Regions from separate parts of the Mus musculus genome. Here region 2 is linked to region 1. The links are chromatin contacts, called in public Hi-C maps. All regions are on one chromosome and are shown on one strand. Each heading gives the region's core, a stretch centred on a gene start, on an enhancer-like site or on the middle of the called end of the contact. The rest is flanking DNA. Distances are from core to core; before and after follow the strand shown. Region 1 holds the start of Itga3 (integrin alpha 3). Region 2 overlaps Gm11515 (a long non-coding RNA gene).

Region 1 (5,188 bases), core at 1,740-4,239:
GGAGCCCATCTGTCATCATCACATGACTCAAAGCTATTTTGGGCCAGAACCTTGCCTATACCAAGTGCCCACCCTGGCCCTCCTGGCTCTGGCTATCAACACTCCTCTAGGAATAGGGCCAAGAACCAAGGGAGCTATCCAGAAGGGCAAACGCAATGGCTCAACTTCCATCTAGCTTCCTGTTCCTTGACCCCAGATGTCTTTGGTAGCTCTAGCCCACAAGTCAAACCATGAGAGACACTGAGTGGCCCTGGAAGTCATAGCTCAGACTAATAGTGTTCCAAGGGCAGCCAGGGACAAGCGTCTGCTCTCAAATGCCACAGAGAAAACTGTTATCGCAGCTGCTCTTGTTTAGGTATGTCTGACTGTCTGAACAACATCTGCCTGGAGTTTGTCTCTTAAAGACACAGCTGTGGTCAGTGGGTACAGTCCCTGCTGTGCCTTACTCCCTTCCCATGAGCTGTGTGACTTTGGACATCCAGGTATACTCCTGAAGTGCTGCTCCCTCACGAGGCAAACAAGGTCGGCAGTCCTGACTTTCAGAGGGCACCCAGAAAGATGACGCGAGTCTGGACATTAAATGATTTGTAAGATGTGACGACGCCAAGCTTCAGAGGCCTGCACGTTAACCCCCACTTTCCCCATGGAGAAGACAGGAAACTGCTCAGCCTAGGCCCGTAGCTGGGGGATGGGAGCAAGGTGGGAGTCTGGGCAGATCCTAAAGCCACGCTCCTAACTTTACCTGGTTAAGGATGCTCGCTCCTCAGTAGCCAATATTCTGAGGCTGGCCTGAGCTACATGGCAGAAGTCATACCAGGCTGGCAAGATGCCTCAGCATATAAAGTGCTTGCTGTACAAGGCTGATGACCTGAGTTTGACCTCAGAAAGCATGTAAAAGTGGAAGAATCACCTAGCCCATGAGGTTGTCCTGACTTCCATATGCAGACTGAAGCATGTTCTATAGGCTGAGGGAGTGGTCTTTGCTGCCTATGGCTTACATCTCTGGGGGTTTTGGTATGTTTGTTGTTTTCCCCCCTCTGCCCAGAACACTACAATCTACTTTATCTCTTGGGACCGGTTCCATTCCTAAAGCAGACAAGCTTCTTATCGGGAGCTAAACAGCCGGGTAGTAAATATGCATTGGTTTGTACGCAAAGACAGAGGAACAAGGCTAGAAAGGTCATCAGATCTTCTGGTATTTGCAAAGCTAAAGGAAGATAGATTGTTTAGCAGTTACCATTTTAACCAGTTAGGCGGGGCATCTAGAATTTGCCAGGCCAAAAGGGAAGTAGAAAGTAATGGAAGAGGACACTCCCATAGGAGAGGCTCCGGTCACACCAAGTCTCAACAAAATCTGATTTGTCCTAAGGGTTAATCATTAGCATAATGGTTAAGAAGGGTTCTGGGGTTAGATACCGCACTATTAGAATCTTAGCTTTGTGGCTTTAGCCGAATAGCGTAACTTCCTTGAGCCTTGGTGTTCTCATCTTAAAAGCAGAGCTAATTCCCTGATGACTGGTGTAAGGATTTCATAATCGTAGACCCGCGCCTTCCGGTGGCTCACCTCTGCTTTCTCATCTTTCTATTTAACTCCAGGCTCATCTGGGCTGCTCCTGCATCAATGTGGCCACATGGGGCTGCAAAGATCTCAAACTTACTTTATGCAGGGAAAGCTGCTTGCTCCCCCTGGTCCCTCCAGGGCTGTGTCTGATGAAGAGACAGCTCTGCTCCCATATGTAAATAGAGAGACAGGTACAGACCTGGGTTTACATAGTGGTGGCAACGACAAACTGTCAGTAATTGTCATGAGCAAAAGGACATCCTGGTCTCTAAGGGCTGCACCTTTGAGTGTAAGAGATAAGATCAGCTGTGAGGAAATGATTGTACCTTCTAAGGTCACAATGTCTAGATAGGGAATCAGACACAGAATGAGCTGGTTCCTCAAACACCGGAGCAGAATCCCATTGGATGGGCTCATTTTCTGCTTTCCCTTTTCCTTAGACTGGTGGTTGTGTAGATGTGTGTGTATACACATATATACTTGTATACATGTATATTGCCTTGAAAAAGTAGTATTTGTAAAGCAGTTAGCATAGTGCCTGCTGCATGTGCTGTTCTTATTTAATTATAAAAACATGTAGAAAACGATGCTCAGGGAAAATGAGTCTTGTTCTGCATTAGGGGAAATCTGAGTTAGACCAAAACAACATTCCATACACTCTTGGAGTTCCCTAATTCTTCCTCGGATAGTGAGATCTTTGAGTCAAGCCCACCTGTCTCCACCCAGCATCACACCTGTGGGGGCTGAGGTCCCATTCACTGCTTCGAGACAAAGGCTGCCCTTTGCTAATTATTATTTCTGATGGGTTGTCATCACCACCACTAAATATCTGTCTGGCTTTGCGGAGGAGCCGCTTCCAGCAGGGAACAGGATGAGAGGAGGCGGGTGGGCAGGAGAAATACTCCTTCATACATAACATTGAGTGTACTTAGCACGAAGAAGTTAAGTCCGGAGACCCGCAGTCACCTCTTAGGGACTCACATCACTGCGGAGGTCCGCATTCCAGGCAGCCGAACACAGTCGACCGTTCTCCGAAGAGCCAACGCCTGGTTTGTCCAGCGGGGATCGCGGTGCTGGCGGTGCCTTGAACGGCCTTTCCAGTAGCAGCCGCCGCAAGCGCCAAGCAAATCCACCTCTGGCCCCGCCCGTCCAATCCGTCTTGTACCGAAGGCGACGCTCCTAGGAAGAAGCTCTCCGCTGGAAGGGGAAATCCGGGCTTTAAGGGTTCCCGACAGGTGTCTGAGAGAGAGGGCGGAGTCGCGATAGGAGAGATGGAGAGGGAGGGGCGGCGCTGCCCCTTTAAGAGGCGGCGGCCGAGCGGGGACCTTTTCTCTTTCCCCGGAAGGAAAGCGGAGCCCGGACTGGGCGCGCAAGGTGGGGAGGTGCGGGGCTGGGCGGTGGGGAGGCGGGGCGCGCTGGGGAGGATCCCTCCCTCCTGCCCTCCTGGTGATCGAGGGCTTGCCGTTCTAAATCCTCCACCTAGCCGAGGTCCAAAGAGCTAACACCTCCAAGGGGGCGCGGCCGGGACCATCTAGGGTGTGGGGTGCTCGGAGCTCGGAACGGTGACCCGTCCACCGAACCAACGTGAGAGTAGATCCACGGATCTGGAAAACGGATTGGAAAAGCACCCGGAGCAGACGTGAAAGTGACCCGGACTAGGGTAAAAAATTGCCTGACTACCGGTGCAGCGGCTCTGCGGGCTCGGGTGTCCTCTGGTGGCGCCTGGAGCAGGTGAACCGTTCATCACTCCCGGTGCTGAGCCCTCTAGCGATTTCGCCCGGCCCCTTACGGCCCGGCCCGCAGCCATGGGCCCCGGCCCCTGCCGCGTGCCCCGCGCCCCTGGCTGGCTGCTCCGCGCTCTGGCCTTGATGGTGGCGGCTTGCGGCCGGGTCGCCTTCGCCTTCAACCTGGACACCCGATTCCTGGTGGTGAAGGAGGCGGTGAACCCCGGTAGCCTCTTCGGCTACTCGGTCGCCCTCCATCGGCAGACTGAGCGACAACAGCGCTACCTGTAAGTCAGCCTGGCGGCGGTGAGGTGGGGTGCAGAGAGAGGGGTATGTGCGCGGATACCTGACCTAAGCTAAACTGGAGCCCTGGGCCCGCTGACTTCCAGGCCTGCTGCTGCTGGCCTTTCCTTGTGAGCCAGGATTAAGAGGGCGGGTAAGACGGCAGTTCTCCGATTGTGGGGCTTGGCGGCAAGTGGAGGAAGGGGGTGGGGGGAGGGGGGCAGTAATCATGGCAAGTGCTGACCTGGCCAGAACCTGTCTAGACGCGACCGCTCCACATTTCAGACATCTTCGGAAGTAGGGTCTTTGTTGCCCAGCACCCTGAGAATCCAGTACCTAACATTAGCTTCTTTCCCGGGCTAGGAGAACTCTGTATATTAAACACCTATTACATCGCTCTTCCCCTCCTCCTTGAAGAGAACCGAGAATATATGCGTTCAAATCCCTATTAGCCCTCTCATTTAGCCTGTGGCCAGAGCAGCCACGCCCTCTGCAGAACCAGGCTGGACCACACTTCTCAAGGGCTTGGCATTGCAGAGTGAGGTGATGAAGAGGCTGGGCATTCGGAGCTGTCCAGAGACTTCCTCTTGCCCCTAGAGGAACGGACAGTAGAAGACAGAGGAGGCGCTGTCTTCTACTCTGAGGCCAGAGCCCACCCGGAAGCAGTGGGGGTACTCCCACCAGACATCTCCCTGCATTCCACAGATTCATGTTGAATCAGCAGCCCTGAGTGTGTTTGTTTTGGTTTGAAGAGGGGAATGGTGTTTTCTCTTTTCTTCTGCTCTTTGCAACAGCTGCAAGAAGCGGGAAGAGCCCAGCAGAGTGGAGGAGGGGAGGAGATTGCATCCAGCCACCTGCCCCTCCCTGAGCACACTCATGCCCAACGGGTCATGTCCAGGTGTCTGAGGTTTCTCTGCATAGGTTCTGTGTGCTTAGGTTGGCTAGCTGAGGGAAGAGGGTGACCAGAGGTGGTGAAACTGCCCAGGAGGGACAGTGATGATCCATCATATAAGCCCCTCCTACCTTTTTGAGCTGGGTGGTCTGCCAGGCATTTACTCCTGCCCGGCCTCTGACAGTTCCTAAATCAGAAGACACAGTCAAGGTAAAAAGTGTTGAAACCTCTCCCTGCTCTGACTGGGGCCTGTAGAAACTTGAGGAAGTTTGGAATGTTCAAAGTCCAACTCAACGTCAGTCTTTGCCTCTGTCCTGCTGGCCCAGCCCTTGTCCGTACTGCCCACCTGGACTTAGTCTCTACCCTACCTGGCCCCTGCAGAAGAAGGTGGATCCACCACACCCTTCCTGTCCTGGCTGGGCAGATTTAACCTTCTACCTTTCTGAGGCCCTCTGATAATAGTTAGTTGCTACAGCAGTGCTGTTGCCTCCCCCCAGCCCAGTCCAGAGTTCTCAGATGTTCTGTTGTTGAATGTGCATGGCCGGAACTAACACACTAGAAGAGATTCTGCAACATCTCCCGCTCTATTCTGTGACCTTGAGGACGATATGATATTACTTTCTCCGGGGCCGGTTTCCCCCCGGGATGAGCTTATACCTGGATCTGTGTGTTCCCTCTTATCTCTGCTGACCTGTGAGAGGCACCTGACATTGTAGCGAGAAAAGCTGA
Region 2 (5,065 bases), core at 2,379-4,878, 160 kb before region 1:
CTGGCCTGCCTCCTGGCCCTTTGATGCTTCCCTCGCCACAGACTTCAAACAGGCTGCTGGCCCTGCTGCCCTACCCGCCTGGCCTGCCTGCTGTAATTAGAACTCCCCTGAGCTCAGCAGGCCCTCTACCAGCAACTTCTCTTCTCACTGTTCTGGGCTTCTGCTCTCTCCACCTCTGGCTCACCTTTGCTTCCAGCTCTGTTTCTGGTCCTCTGTCTAGACCAGGGACCAGTTCTGGATGGGTACCCTGACTTCCCTAAGTCCTGGTTTCCCCAGGATACTGAGGGTAGAATGGGAGCTGGATACCATGTCTTCCGGTGTTCTTTCAGTTGTTCACAGGGGAACCTCAGTTTGTCCAACACAAGCGTGGTATGATCAGCCATGTCCTTGTTACAGATGGAGACACTGAGGTAGAAGCAGGCTCATGTTCATCTCCATGGCCCCTCCTATATAGGGAGGGCAGGCTAGTTGGTATGGAGACTCAGGCCCCCCAGAAGTCAAGACTGCAGATAAGACACGTGTTCTTGACTGGGCCTCAGTCACTGGCTTTCAACCCCACGTAGTTTTTGCAGGTCCTAAGTGGCACGATGGGTATCAGTGAGTGGATAGGAGCCGAAGAGATGAGGGGTGACAACAGGGACGTCCAAGAGAAGACCTGTCTGGGAGGTGGACAAGGATGCTTGGGAGCAGGGACGTTGCCTGTACTGGTCAGATCTGGGCAAGCAGGGCCTGACCCACCAGCTACAGCAACATGAGTGTGCTTGTATTTATGTCTGTGTGTATTGTGAGGGATGTGGGCTCTCTGGCCACAAACAGTGACTGTGGGCATGCTCTGCATGTGTGTCATGTGTATAAAAGGGAGCGTATAGATGAGTAGATGTGTGTGTGTTCAGGTGTGAGGAGGGGTGGGTAACAGCAGCTGTGTCAGTGGCTGAGTCCTGCATCCTGCCTGTGGGTATGACTGGATTCTGCCTCCGAGGGTGGGAGGGCAGGTTCTGTATGGGATGAGGGTGGAGCTCCGTTGGTTGGGGGGCTCAGGAAGCATTGACAAAGCCCTCAGTCGAGTCCCTAGCACCACGTAAACCTGGCAAGCTGGCACGCACGCATATTTGGGAAGTGGAGGCAGGAGGATCAGGAGTTCAAGGTTGTCTTTGGTTACGTAGAAAGTTTGAGGCCAGCTAGGGCTATGTGAGATGTTATTGTAAAATAAATAAATAAATAAATAAGAAGGAAGAGGAAGAGGAGGAAGAGGAAGAAGACTGTAAGAGGCAGCTGGGGTGTGGCCTGCTTCCCCGTGAGTTACAAGAGCACACAGCACACCTGGTGCCTTCCTTCCTGTCCACTTAAAGCCCCTCAGCACTCAACCGCTTTCTCTTCCTCTCCTTTCCCCCTCCCTCTCTGTGTCCATTGTATGCAGTTCCATGCACCCCGTTCCTGAGTCCACTCTTGCTCTCTTGACTATCAGGAAGTGAGGGACACCCCCCCACCCGCCGCCCCCCCAGCCCAGGTGAGCCCACCGCCCATTAAGGCTCTCTGGAAGCAGAGAAGTTGAAGCGGCTTCCTCTGCCTTTCTTTCTCCACACCACCCTCAGGGCCCGAGTTGCCATCTAGGACCTGTATGGCTTGGGGTCTTCCTGGTCCTTGTGGTCGGCAGCAGCCCATGATGCTCTGGGGCCTGGGCCTTACCTGCAAAGGTCTGTCTATGTTCTAAGACCTGGCTGGACCCTCTCCCCTCCTCAGCAACTTTGGCCTGTTTCCCTGGCTCTGCCAGCGTGGTGGGGCCTGTGGTCTGAGGTTTTTGGCTGGGGAGGAGGCTGGAGGAGTGAGGGAGGCTTTTTTTTTTTCCCCTTTAGAAATCAGGGATTTGGGCTGAGGTTAGCTTGCTCATCTCAGACAGACTTGTCCAAGCACAGCTCTGCTGTAGGGAGGGATGGGCTACAGCACTGGCCAGCTTCTGTTCCTCCTGCTACCCTTTGGGGGTAGCTGGCTTATGGGTGCACAGAGAACTTGCTCTGGGTACTACCATGCTGCGATGAAGCCAGACCCAGGCCGAGGAACCCCTCAGTTTGATGCAAGAGATTAGGTGCCCTGAATTTCTGAGAGCGAGGTACAGACACCCTGAAATGAAGAGGTGCTTCTGAGCTAGACAGAACATCTGGGTCTCCTGGAATCCTATAGCACCCAGGAGTCTGAGGCAGGAGGACTGTGAGTGAATTCAGGGCCAGCCTGAACAAATCGCAAGGTCCTAACTCCATACTTCCCCCTGCCCATCTCTCCTGCTCCATCAATAAATGAAAGAGAGAATAGCAAAAGGAAAGGAGATTGAGAAAGAGGACAGTCTTGAGCCAGGACCCGAGCAGCTGCCCGAAGGCCACCAGGGCATAAGAACGACCTGTTCTTCTAAAACCAGCTTTGTGGATCTCTGGTACTTCTAAGGGGCCTCTCTGGACTCTGGAGCCCAGGCCCTTGCAACGTCATTCCTTGCTAGCTTTCTCTTCCTGCCTTAGTTTCCCACTGGTGTTTTGGGCAGACTTGCTATTTGAAAGCTCAAGGAACATGTCAAGGGGTCTCTGTGGTGTTCCCCCCAGAACACTCAGCCTTTTCTTTTGTTGCTGTGTTTTTAAAAGTTATTTATTTATTCTTGTGTGTGTGTGAGTGTGGGTGTGCAAGCCACGGAGAACACATGGCTCTCAGAGGAGACCTTTCTGGAGCCATTCCACCTTTACGTGGGTTTCAGGGAATTGAACTCAAGGTTGTAAGGCTTGTTACGCAAGCGCGTTAGAGGCCAAGCCACCTCTCCGGCCCCTATTATTTTTTATTTTTAACATGTATTTATTTAGTGAGCGTGGAGCGGGCATGCTACAGCGTACCTATGGAAGATAGAAGATAACTTCCAGGAGTCTGCTTTTTCCTTCTACCATGCGGGTCTCCTGGGGATGGAACTCAAGCCTGCTGAGTTGGCAGGCAGGTCTTTTCTTAGTGAGCTGTCGAACAAGACTCCATCTTATTGGTTGAGCCTGGGTCTCACACAACCTCTGGCTGACCTGGAAGTCACTGTGTGGCTCAGGCTAGCCTCTGGCTGACCTGGAAGTCACTGTACGGCTCAGGCTAGCCTCCAATTCCCTAGTAAATGAAGATGGCCTTGGACTTAGGATCCTCCTGCTTCTATCTTCTGGATCCTAGGATGCAGGCCCGAGCCACCCTGAGTGGCTGCCATCCAGCTTTTGAGATGGAGGCATGGTCTTCAGCACAGCTGAAGGATGGGGGGGTCAACTAGAGCCCCCATATCTAGATCCATCTCCCTTCGGGTCCTACTTGTCACTGAGACAAGAGGATGACAGAAATGTTTTATTGTTTGTTTGTTTGTTCATTTTCAAGACAGAGTTTCTCTGGCTATCCTGGAACTCGCTCTGTAGACCAGGCTGGCCTTCAACTGAGAGATCCACCTGCCTCTGCCTCCTGAGTGCTGGGATTTAAAGGCGTAAAGGAAGATTTAGTGTGTCTTAGGATTTCAGTTCACCACTGGGTAAGGGAAGTGTCCGGACTCCCTTCACGGCAGGCAGCAGGCAGCGGGAGTGTGAGGCAGAGCTGTTTACACAATGGCAGATCAGGAAGTGGAGAGAGAAGCCAGACCAGGGGCTGAGTATGACCTTCAAAGCCTGCCTCTGGTGACCTCATTTCCCCTTCTCCTAAATAGTCTCCAGATTCAGATTCAAACAACAACCCGCTCTCTGTCTCCCCAGACCCTAGAAGTCACAGACAGACAGACACTCCTCAGCAGAGAGGGAGAATGGGGCTTGGTGGGGGAAGGGCGCACTGTAGTAGAAAGAACTCCTAGGTCATCCCTGGTCCAGTACTAGAGGGATGCTGTGGGAGAGATTGGAGGGGTGGGGGCAGAGACTTTTGGGGTTTCAGTGACTCACGCATTCCCAGTGTGCTTTTAGGGCTGCCTAGAGCCTCTCACATCAGGCCGGTGGATGGAGAAGGACTCCAGGCTCTCCCTCCTCCCACATCTCAGAGGGTCACAGAGTGTGCACCTGATCGCAGGGTTCCTGATTGGATGTAGAAGGAGGTGATCCGATGGCCCGGCATGAGCAGATCCAGAATAAAACTCTGGTGGCAGATTCCTGCCCCACTCCCTCCTTGGTAGAAGGTCAAGGAGCTACAGGGCCAGAGCAGACTCGTTTCACTCCCTCAAGAGTGTGGGCAGCCAGTTGTCAAATATACAAGCTATCCTGCTGAGCAGCGGTGCTGGAAACTGTATTTGAAACTGACGGACACAGTCGTGTCTCTGGCAAGGATGCTCTTCAGTTTGTACACGCAGACTCCGTCCCCATTTGGAGTTTCTCAATGAGCCGCAGGCAGGAACTGGATAAGCATACCTCCCACTGGAAGCAAACAAAACCAGAGTAGCCATACCTGAGGCTCCGGTTGGTGTGGCTGTCTGTACCTCAGCCTGAGCTCCATACCCTGTTCCCACCTCACCCCCATGCCTCATTCTTTACCAAATTCCCAAGAGAGTTTGGTCTCCTGGGAGACCATCCTGGGCAACCGTGTCTGCTTCGGACCAAGGGGCTAGGGCCAGGGGAGATCGGACAATAGGACTCAGGCTAAAATCCCAGACTCAGACCAAGCCTGTGCAGGCGGGCTCAATACTCCTGACGAGAAGTCTCATCAGGTGCAACTACCCTCTTTCTCCCTGAGACTGTGCCCAGCAGGAACAGCCAGTGACTCTAGGGGCTGCGAGAGGTGGGCCTCAGGCAGAGATGCCTCTCCGTGGGCCATGGGAGACAGGTATGGGGGACTTTTGATCTGGTTCTAGCCACCCCAAAAATTCAAATGTCAACAGGAGCCCTACTGGTGACTAGCCTTTCAGTCTGAAGCATGCTCCTCCCCAGGATAGTTCTTGCAGGAGACCCCTCCCCCACCTGGCCACTAAACAACCTAACACCAAGTTGCCACCTGAGACATCTCTCTCCTTCTCTTTCTGCTCAGTATTGTGCTGTTTCTGTGTGCAGGTCGGTGGTGCCTAGTAGGCTTTCCATCTGGGTGATCTCATTAAGTC

Evidence for each region. Hi-C and Micro-C count contacts between places; a contact is called where the count stands out from the background.
Region 2: a contact with region 1 is called in a Hi-C map of bone marrow-derived macrophages, with 38 read pairs. The contact joins the enhancer-like site here to the promoter of Itga3 in region 1. A contact is called at or near these places in 16 of 39 promoter capture datasets (the 3T3-L1 cell line, 3T3-L1-derived adipocytes, the C10 cell line and 10 more), 1 of 15 datasets of contacts at CTCF or cohesin (the NIH/3T3 cell line), 5 of 484 Hi-C or Micro-C datasets (the HPC-7 cell line, Th1 cells, bone marrow-derived macrophages and 2 more), 24 of 115 datasets of contacts at active chromatin or transcription factors (VIP interneurons, bone marrow-derived macrophages, craniofacial prominence and 15 more) and 4 of 9 other capture datasets (adipose tissue, embryonic stem cells, liver and 1 more).

What each region holds. Positions count from the first base shown.
Region 1 is chr11:95,074,515-95,079,702 of GRCm38.p6, reverse strand. It overlaps Itga3 (integrin alpha 3), which reads left to right and starts at 2,989. Exons shown (of 26, transcript NM_013565.3): 1 at 2,989-3,572. The coding sequence starts at 3,367.
Region 2 is chr11:95,237,249-95,242,313 of GRCm38.p6, reverse strand. The region is part of intron 1 of Gm11515 (a long non-coding RNA gene); the gene reads left to right. Among named protein-coding and RNA genes, the nearest start is that of Gm11515, 20 kb to the left of the region's middle. Within about 2 kb of position 3,628, at least 13 of the 459 cell types and tissues checked have an H3K27ac peak or open chromatin away from gene starts, as enhancers often do. A contact at or near this core is called in bone marrow-derived macrophages and trophoblast stem cells, where this site is marked.